3 separate regions of the Mus musculus genome follow, and regions 2 and 3 are each linked to region 1. Evidence: chromatin contacts called from public HiChIP or PLAC-seq data. All regions are on one chromosome and are shown on one strand. Each heading gives the region's core, a stretch centred on a gene start, on an enhancer-like site or on the middle of the called end of the contact. The rest is flanking DNA. Distances are from core to core; before and after follow the strand shown. Region 1 overlaps Smad3 (SMAD family member 3). Region 2 has its middle 3.6 kb from the start of Gm39359. Region 3 overlaps Gm35941 (a long non-coding RNA gene).

Region 1 (3,030 bases), core at 322-2,821:
TGGCTGCCAGGTGTAGAGCCAGCTTGACCACATGTGAGAGGTCTCCAGGTTCCAGGGCCTCTTCATCTCTGTACATAAGACCCCCATCTCAGAGCAAACTAATAAGACAACATCTGGCTGAGATTTTGATCTCTCAGCTTTGCATGTGTGGGTACCGCACACATCGTCTTAAAGTCACAAGCATCCTACTGCCTGGGTGCTGCCATCATGAGCCAGGCTTTATGTCACAGCCCTGTTGCCAGTGTTGCAGTACCTCCGGGGCTCCTGCCAGGTTAGCTCTGGCCTATCTCTAGTTCACTACTGTGTTCTCTGAGGCCAGCACTGATATGCAAGGCTCAGTGCAGGCATGTGCAATACCTGCTGATGTGCATGGCACAGCAGAGGTGTGTGCAGCACCCATCACTTGGAGCTTGGACTGGTGCTGGGTGGATGTATGTAGAGTTCCTGGAGAGGTCAAAGATGAGGGAGACACTGTGAGTCTTGGGGGATTGAGGTCAGGTCCAGGAGGACAGAGTGGAAGTAGTTCCGGGTTGGCCAGAGAGACAGAGCAATGGTGCTGATGTCATAGGGTACCCAGAAGAATGTCGTTACTTAGAGGCCACTGGGTGACGACAGTCAGGGCAAGTGTCCTTACCCACTGAGCCACCTTGTCAGTCCAATATTGAGCTTTTAGTTTTATTTTTATAGGTGTGATGGTACATGTGTCTCTTCTAAGCGCTTCGGAGGCAGAGATAGAGGCAGAGGCAGGTGGATGGATCTCTGTGAGTTTAAGGCTAGCTTGGTGTACACAGTGAGTTCTAGGCCGGCTAGGGCTGTGTAGTGAGACCCTATCTTGAAGAAAAATAAAGACAAAGAAATTGATCATGTCAATGTCACAGTCAGGAACTGGGCACTTTCCAGGGCCTGGAGCTCCCTAGGGTGTCAGAGGGGATCGGAGAAGGGATGAATTTCTTGTATCTCAAGCCCCTGCCTTGACATTGAGTCTCATAACATTCATAGGACACGGCCTTTAAACAAAAAAGTGTTTCTATTTTTGAATCCTGTTTGTTTCCTTTTTGGAAGCAAAAGATGTGACCTCTGTAACACACGGCCATTGTGACTGAAGGGTAGACCTGGTAGAGGTCCCTGCTTAGGATGGTGACTGCATTGGGCAGTCTCTTGGGGGATCTCCTGAAGAGCCAGCTAGCCCATCCTGGGGAATGAGAGGGCTGAGCTCTGTGGAGTGGAGTTGTCTGGCCTCTGGGTAGATGGTAGGATCCATCCTTCACGGACTCCTTGAGTCTCTGAAGAGCAGGTTTTAAAAGAGGGGTGGGTCTCTGCGGCGGCTGCTGAAGCTCTCCCTTTAGAAAGGAACGTCTCAGGATTGCAGGGGGACCCAGGGTCCCTGAATCCATGCCCTTCGTCAGTGCCCCACATCTTGGCATCTGTAGCTTGGTGGATGCCAGGCCCCTGCATCTTTGTGCACAGATACAGTGACCTATTTCCTGTGGCCTCTTCTCCACCCTGCCTGGGGGGCTGGGGTGGGAGGGTAGCTCTCCGGCTGCCTAGGACTCTGAGTCACAACCCCGGCGTGGAGCCCGGTGGGGATTTCCACGCGGCCTCAGTGCTGTCTTCTCCTGTTTCCTGTCAGCCTGTGATGCAGGCTGGCTGCCAGCAAGGGCCCTTGGCACTTCCGGCCCCAGTCACCAGCCTGCCTATCATCTCTGAGGACACTTTAGTCCCCTGCTCTCTTTTGTCCCTGCCTTGCCCTGGATGGGCAGCTCCTGGAAACTGTGAAGGGCTGTAGAGGGGCAGGAGGGAGAGTATGTGGGGAGGGAGAGCTGGAACAGGGGCAGCTCTGCTCAGTCAGGGGCAGCTATACTCAGGCTCTCTTATGCTGATGAGAGCATTCACGAAGGAGGCAGGACAGCAGGCCCTTGTCCATTCAGCTTCTAAGGTCACCAGAAAGACGTCTGATTTCCTTAGGTCTCCCTAAAACATCTATGACTAAACCAGAGGAAGTCTCCTTAAATATCTGCTGTTCTGGGATGAAAAATACTAAGCCCCAGAGAAGTAAGTGGATGGAGAGAGTAGCTCCTAGCTTCGATTTTAAGCCAGGATCTGTCAGGATAGTTTTGGGGAGGGAACAGGGCTTTGGGGGTTGGGTAGCTCTCTGTCCAGACCCTGCCCTGTGAAGAGGAAGCCATAAGACTGCCAGCTGTGACATTGGCATTCTACAAATCTTTTTTTTTTTTTTTCATTCCTGAATCAGGTGACAAATCCCATGAATTGGTTTTGAGGACCAAATCATGTGTTTCAGAGATCAGCCCCCACTCCTGGCATATTGTAAGGCCCATCACAGGGCAACTGTGTGACAGTGCTGCCGTCACCCCTCCCCCATTCCAGCAGTCCTGTCCTGGCACCACATCTGGTGCACAGCAGGTGCTTAGCCCCTGAATCCCAAAGTTGGGGTGATTAGGTTGGACTTACATTGAAGGTCCCTAAAGAATGGGGCTAAGTATGTTTCTGCGGTGACTCTTGGACTGCTAGAGTGGACAGACTCTTAGCAGGTCCCACCACTCGTGAGAACAGGTATGATAGGAATGTCCTCTGGTGTCCAGCAAGCCTGGGAAAGAGGAATGTGTGCTCCCCTGTCCCAGCTTTTAGGTGTACTGCAGGTACAGCTGAAGTGCTGGTTAGGCTCTCACCTTTTTTGTTTAAAGGCCGTGTCCTATGAATGAATGAAGCCAGGATCAGTGAGTGCCAGGGTGCCAGGTGCCTCAAGACTTGTTGATCTCTGCAGGGAAAACATTCACTTTATCCTGAGCCCAAGGAACAGAGGATTGATCGTCTCTGAAACAGACAAACAGATGGGCAGACAATCTATTTCCCTAGGCTGGGAGATTGCTTCATTGGTGAAGGCCCAGGATAAGGGCTTGAGTTCAGTCTCCACAATGAGGCCGGCCAAAGGCTCTTATCTATGCTGAGAACATTAGTGAATGAAATGACACAAAAAGCTGTCAGCCACCCAGCTGCCACTGAGGGAAGGCC
Region 2 (3,030 bases), core at 253-2,752, 86 kb before region 1:
GAATGGGAGACCTGGTAGGGGTGAGACTGTGAGTAGGTGTGGAGGTAGGGGAGGCCTAGAGTTTGGGGTCAGGCAAAAAAGCATTGGACCCTAGTGGGGTAGTGGTATTGCCACTACAAAGCCTTGGTTTTCTTGTTTGTAAGGAAGGAAGGACAAAGACCACTTCATCATACTGTCTGGGGTTCAAATGACACAGACTTGGGGAGGGGGCACAGGTTGAGATCACGTGTCTTCAGTCGTCACTGGCTGCCTTACTTTCACAACGTTGCCTTTCTCTGCATCTGAAGATCCCTGATTCAGCTGGCCAGCAAATGCTAGTGATCCCCTTGTCTCCACATCCCCAGCACTTGGATCACAGATGTAAGCCTCCATCCACATCCAGCTCGTTGGCATGGGTCCTGAAGCCATGCCTTCATGGTAAGCACTCTCCTGACTGGGCTATCTCCTCATCCCAAGACATGAATTGACATAAGTCCTCAGCATTAGGACTGACACACAGCAAGGATTCACATCGTGGTGGTGCTTGCAGCATCTGGGGGCAATCCTCAAAGCCATGGGCAGCTCGGTGAAAGGAGCTGACCAGGGCGGGTGAGGGAGAGGTGTCTGAGATGAACGCTGATATGGGTTGATTGGCAACCACTGTCTCTTCCGTGCCACTGGGGCCAGCTTCTGGGGCTGCAAGGACAAACAAAACAGAGTGGCTGCAGACATGGATCTGAGGACAGTCCCCCCGGGCAAACCCCAACACGTTTATTGCCTCCCCTGGGAGATCAAGCACACTCTGCACTCACCTATGGCTTGGTTTCCTTGTTTATAAAGCAAGAATGTCTCTTCTTCAGAGGTTCTTATCAAGATTCGTTGAAATGATGGACGAGCCTCAAGTAGTGCCTGGAGGAGTGGCCCACTAGTATAAGCCACCATCACCACTACCGCTCTTCTTGTGGTCACTACTGTCACATAGAAGAGAAGAAGGTACAGAGGGGATCTGGGAAGTCAGGGTATCAGCAGAGGGGCTCAGAGACACAGCTCCACTGTGCCATCCTCAACAGCCTAAGGAGTCTTCTAGACTTCTAGAAACTGTGACTTGGGCCAAACCAAAGGAGTTTCAGGATTGTCTATGATGAAGTGACATTGGAGAGAGAGAAAGAGAGAGAGAGAGAGAGAGAGAGAGAGAGAGAGAGAGAGAGAGAGAGAGAGAGAGAGAGAGAAAGAGAGAGAAAATAGGAGAGAATAGTTTAATAGTTTTTTTTGGACAGGTTTTGGTTGTCCTGAAACTCACTCTGTAGACCAGGCTGGCCTCAAACTCACAAGAGATCCACCTGTCTCTGCCTCCAGAATACTGGGATTAAAGTTGTGTACCACCACAGCCTGGCCTCATTCAATATATTTTAATATAGGCTTAAGCATGAAGGTTAAGAGAAAGAGGCACTCAGAGGAAAGACAGGGATGTCCAGGTCTCCAGGTCAGGGTATGAGCATCCAGAGACACAGCAGGAGAGAGTAAGACATTGCAATCAAGTGAGAGTCACAGTTAATTGTTAGCATTAGCTGTATATGTCATGTTAGTAGCTCTCCAAGGGTTGCTAAGAAACCCATTTCTCCTCCTCCTTTTCTTTCTCTTATGATAAATGAGATCAGAGGGTGGCTCTGGAGATGCCAGGGATGAAATCATGTCAGATAAGGTGAGACCAGGAGCCACTGGAGTTATACAAGGGCTTTCGTCCTTTCCCTGTTAAATGGCTTTTCTGTTGAGATTCCTAGAAAATGACAGGTTTATGGCTGGCAAGGGAGAAAAGCTGTAAACAATTGTCACTCAGAAGAAATTCTTGCTCCTTTGCTGGTGAGAGGCTTAACTGAACTCTAAGGGAAGGAGCTCTGTCTTTGTCACCCCCCAAACTTCCCCGTCTTTCTACCCTGCCTGACAGAGACACTGTTGTCCTTGAGGTGAGTTTTGAAGGTTATGTAGGCGTTTTCCAGGAAGATTCTGGACAGGGTAGGGGATGATCTGAGAAACAGCGTGAACATGCTGAAGAGAAATCTTCAGGAAACAGGAAATGGCCCAGGCAGAACGCCAGTCAGGGAGAGTGACCTGAACTCAGAGGCAGAGGGCAAGTAGGAAAAAGGGAGGGAGAGAGGGAAGGAGGGAGGGTGGGAGTGCCTGCCTTCCCAGATGCTGGCAAGTGATGTCCAGCACAGGTCAGGCGGCTGGAGCCAAGGGGCTCGGTCTAGCCTCCAGGCCTGACTCTTCTATCACCCTTCTGCTACTCTTGGCTTCTCTCCAGGAGGTATAAGGCTTAGCCACAGCAGCCGAGCTAAGCTTACAGCCACTGTTTCCCTCACAGTATCAGGGAAGCTCCGTCTTTTCTTCTAGGGTGAACAGGGCTCTCTGTATAAGAACCCTCAAGATAAATTCATCTTAGATATGAGCCAGGATGAAAAATCATTTCTGGTGTAGTAGTCCATATCTGTAATCTAAGCATCAAGAGGCTGAAGCAGCAGGATTTGAAGTTCTAACTCAAAGCCAGCCTGGTTGGGGATGGATAGAGCTAAGTTGTTAAGAGTGCTTGCTTAACTGGGTACTTGGGAGGCAGAGGCAGGCAGACTTCTGAGTTCAAGGCTAGCCTGGTCTACAGAGTGAGTTTCAGGACAGCCAGGGCTACGCAGAGAAACCCTGTCTCGAAACACACACACACACACACACACACACACACACACAAAGAGTGCTTTCTTAGTATGCAAGAAGCAAGCCCTGGGTTGGATCTCAACACTACTCACACGGGACATGGTATAGGTATAATCCCAGAAGGTGGGTGAGGGAAGACCAAGAGTTCAAAGTTCATCAGCTAAAGAGAAAGTTTAAGGCCAGCCTGGCCTCTATGAGACCCTATCTCAAGCAAACAAACAACACAACCTACAACTCCTTCTATTTGTTTGAGTCCTACTGTGGCTCAGGTTGGGGCCCAAATAACTTTCACTTCAATGCCAAGAGTGATGTGGTTACTACGTTGTCTTATGGGCAAGGATGCATGAA
Region 3 (3,030 bases), core at 368-2,867, 68 kb before region 1:
TCTTCTTCTTCTTCTTCTTCTTCTTCTTTCTTCTTCTTCTCCTTCTTCTTCTTTCTTCTTCTTTTTTGAGTCAGAGTCTTACTAAGAAGCTCTGGTTGTCCTAGAATTCATTATGTAGACCAGGCTGACCTTGAACCCATAGAGATCCAGTCTACCTGCCTCTGCTTCCCAAGTGCTGGGATTAAAGGCATACTCTACTATGCTTGCCCCCTCCCAAAGGGGGGTCTTTTTCTTATTAATTTATAGAAATCTATTGTATAGTCTGGGGAGCGTTCTTTTGTTTGTATGTTTATTTGAGACAGGCTCTCTCTGTGTATAGCTCTGGCTGTCCTGAAACTTGATATATAGACCAGGGTTGCTTTGAATGTATAGAGATCTCTGCCTCCCAAGTACTGGGATTAAAGACGTGTGCCACCATGCTAGCACTGGATGAGATTTTTAAACACAAACATTGCAAATTTCATTTCAATATATATTTTTTGCCATGAATAGTTCTTAGTGCTAATGAAGACCACTTTACTGACATTATTTTACAGTTTGTGCTCTTTTGTGCCTGCCTTAGGAAAACGTGGCCCTCCCCAACGTTATAGATATTCTCCTGTGATTTCTTCTAGAAGCTTTGTTGTTTCCCACAGCCAACGTCATACTCACTGTGCCGTCCAACATGTGCAATCGTTCTGCATCTATGTAGACTTCACCCAACGCCCATACCCCTCAGCTTGCCTTTGCATGTCATGGTCCACTCATGTGACCTTTGCATGACATGGTCAGATCATGTGACCTTTGCATGTCATGGTCCACTCATGTGACCTTTGCATGTCATGGTCAGATCATGTGACCTTTGCATGACATGGTCAGATCATGTGACCTTTGCATGTCATGGTCAGATCATGTGACCTTTGCATGACATGGTCAAATCATGTGACCTATTGTCTATTAGTTGCTCACCTTGGCTCCCACATTCACTTTCACATTCAAAGTTGCTCCATGTACACGCACCACTGCAACTGACGCTATGCATTGACATCTGGGTTGTTCCCAGTGTCCCTTAAAGTCACAGCTTCTCAGAACATTGGCACAAACTCCTCCTTGTAAGAACATAGTTGGGGTGTGTACCCCACAGATGGAGGCTGGCTTGGGTGCACCTCTAAGCAGAGCTTAGAGGAGGCACCTTGTGGGTTGCTGAGGAGTAGGATTAGAGAAGGAGGTGGGTGGGTGGCCAACTGTGGTGTGGGTAGGCCCTGGATCTAGGCCCACACCTGCTTCTAGCCAGAGCAGACTCAGTTTTGAGCTTTAAGGCTATGTTTTAGCCCTCACTTTCAGGCACATGGAGTCAGCCATGCCTGTGGAGCCCTGATGTTGGGAGTCATCCATGATTGCTCTTGCACCTCATTCAGGGACTCTCAATCAAACTCAGAGCTCACCCATATGCGTAGACTCTGTTGCTAGTTTGCTCTGGGACTCCTCTCTGCCTTCCGAGGCTGGAATGACAGGCTGGCCACCACCCTACCTGGCATTTATGGGGACTTGGACACAGGCCTTTGACTCTAGCACTGTGCCTGCTCTGCTGCTCTGTGCCTTAAGAACTCTGCCTTCCTGCAGATGGTGATTAATAACTAACTTGTGCCTTGCCCTCTGCGGTGGCCCCTCCCAGGAGGCTGAGGCTGCTTTCTTATCTAAATAAACTCTGCACAAACATGGCCGCATTCGTTCCTCATGTGTGAGTTATGTGCAAGGGCATTACCCAGGGACGGGGAAACCTGCTCATACTGTAACCCTGGCCTAACCTGGGCAAGACCAGCAAGCCACCGAGTCTTATTTATTCTCTATTTATTTTGTAGTATTGGGATGAAACCCAGGGCCTCATATATGCTACATGCTAGCACAGAGAAATGGAGTTTTAGACCCTGAGCAGCAAAACTCAAAGCCTCTTTTCCTTTGCACCTAGTTATGGAGCCCTCTGGTGAAAAGGCAGAAGCCCCTTGCCCTGAGCCTAGGGAAGGCTGAGGGCTAGAAAGAAAAAGACCTTCTTCCCATGATCCTCTTCTGGAGAGACAAAGACACACCCATGAGGTAGATGGGTTCTTCTAGCACACATGGTTCTTCTGGCTTGAACTAAGTGCCTTCAACTTCGAAGCCTGATCTTGCACAGGGAGGTTTGTGGACCAGGGGAGGGCATTGCAGAGCCACTGTGTAAATAAGGATATGGACAGATATTGTTACACTCCTGGAGGTGACTGGGTGTGTGGGAGATGGATGGGAAAGATGGGTGCTGTGAAGGAGGGTGTCAGGGTTGGAGAGATGGCTCAGTGGTTAAGAGTACCTACTGCTCTTTCAGGGGCCCTGAATTTGGTTCTTGGCACCAGATGAGGTGGCTCACAACCTCCTATAAGTCCATCTCCAGAGGATCCAATGCCCTCTTCTGTGTTCTCTTATGGATTCCATAGGCATTGCCCTCATATGAGCAAGCCCACACACAAACACATAAATAAAAATAAACCTTAGGGGGAGAAAAGGCAGCGTCTGTCAGCCTCATGGGTGCCTTCCCTTCATTACCTCATGGTGGAAGGTGAGGAACCAACTCTGAAGACTTCTGTGATGTGCTCAGGGACATCCTAGGACCTTGCAGAAGCAGCAAAGCAAGCATTGTCCCCTAACACTCACATCAGTAGAGTCAAGATCCAATCAAATCTCCCCAGAGGGGGCTGGGGAGATGGCTCAGTGGCAAAGTACTCACCACACAAGCATGAGGACCCGAGTTCGGATTCCCAGCACCTGTCTACAAGTCCAGATGAAGCAGCACAGGCTTGTGATCCCAGTGCTGGGAAGGCAGGAACAAGATTAGCAAGCTAGGTGGGAAGTGATTGAAGGAGATGCTTGCTATTGACTGTTGGCCTCCGTATGCATCTGTACACACAGGTGCACACACACACAGGTGCACACACACAGGTGCACACACACAGGTGCACACACACAGGTGCACGCACATACAGGTGCACACACACACAGGTGCACACACACAGGTGCACA

Evidence for each region. HiChIP or PLAC-seq counts read pairs in DNA pulled down with a chosen protein or histone mark.
Region 2: an HNF4G HiChIP or PLAC-seq map of pancreatic cancer cells shows a contact between it and region 1. The contact joins two enhancer-like sites. A contact is called at or near these places in 1 of 15 datasets of contacts at CTCF or cohesin (CD8 T cells), 5 of 484 Hi-C or Micro-C datasets (the G1E-ER4 cell line, muscle stem cells and myocytes), 5 of 115 datasets of contacts at active chromatin or transcription factors (the HPC-7 cell line, effector CD8 T cells, embryonic stem cells and 2 more) and 3 of 9 other capture datasets (adipose tissue, bone marrow-derived macrophages and liver).
Region 3: a contact with region 1 is called in an HNF4G HiChIP or PLAC-seq map of pancreatic cancer cells. The contact joins two enhancer-like sites. A contact is called at or near these places in 1 of 15 datasets of contacts at CTCF or cohesin (CD8 T cells), 9 of 484 Hi-C or Micro-C datasets (B cells, double positive thymocytes, liver and 3 more), 7 of 115 datasets of contacts at active chromatin or transcription factors (the HPC-7 cell line, double positive thymocytes, effector CD8 T cells and 4 more) and 4 of 9 other capture datasets (adipose tissue, bone marrow-derived macrophages, liver and 1 more).

Annotation. Positions count from the first base shown.
Region 1 is chr9:63,705,117-63,708,146 of GRCm38.p6, reverse strand. All of the region lies in intron 1 of Smad3 (SMAD family member 3), which reads left to right. Among named protein-coding and RNA genes, the nearest start is that of Gm51710, 25 kb to the left of the region's middle. Within about 2 kb of position 1,571, at least 219 of the 459 cell types and tissues checked have an H3K27ac peak or open chromatin away from gene starts, as enhancers often do. A contact at or near this core is called in effector CD8 T cells, liver and pancreatic cancer cells, where this site is marked.
Region 2 is chr9:63,790,588-63,793,617 of GRCm38.p6, reverse strand. No RefSeq gene overlaps it. Among named protein-coding and RNA genes, the nearest start is that of Gm39359, 3.6 kb to the left of the region's middle. Within about 2 kb of position 1,502, at least 36 of the 459 cell types and tissues checked have an H3K27ac peak or open chromatin away from gene starts, as enhancers often do. A contact at or near this core is called in pancreatic cancer cells, where this site is marked.
Region 3 is chr9:63,773,633-63,776,662 of GRCm38.p6, reverse strand. Gm35941 (a long non-coding RNA gene) reads left to right here. Exons shown (of 4, transcript XR_870851.2): 3 at 1,949-2,073. Among named protein-coding and RNA genes, the nearest start is that of Gm35941, 5.6 kb to the left of the region's middle. Within about 2 kb of position 1,617, at least 25 of the 459 cell types and tissues checked have an H3K27ac peak or open chromatin away from gene starts, as enhancers often do. A contact at or near this core is called in effector CD8 T cells, liver and pancreatic cancer cells, where this site is marked.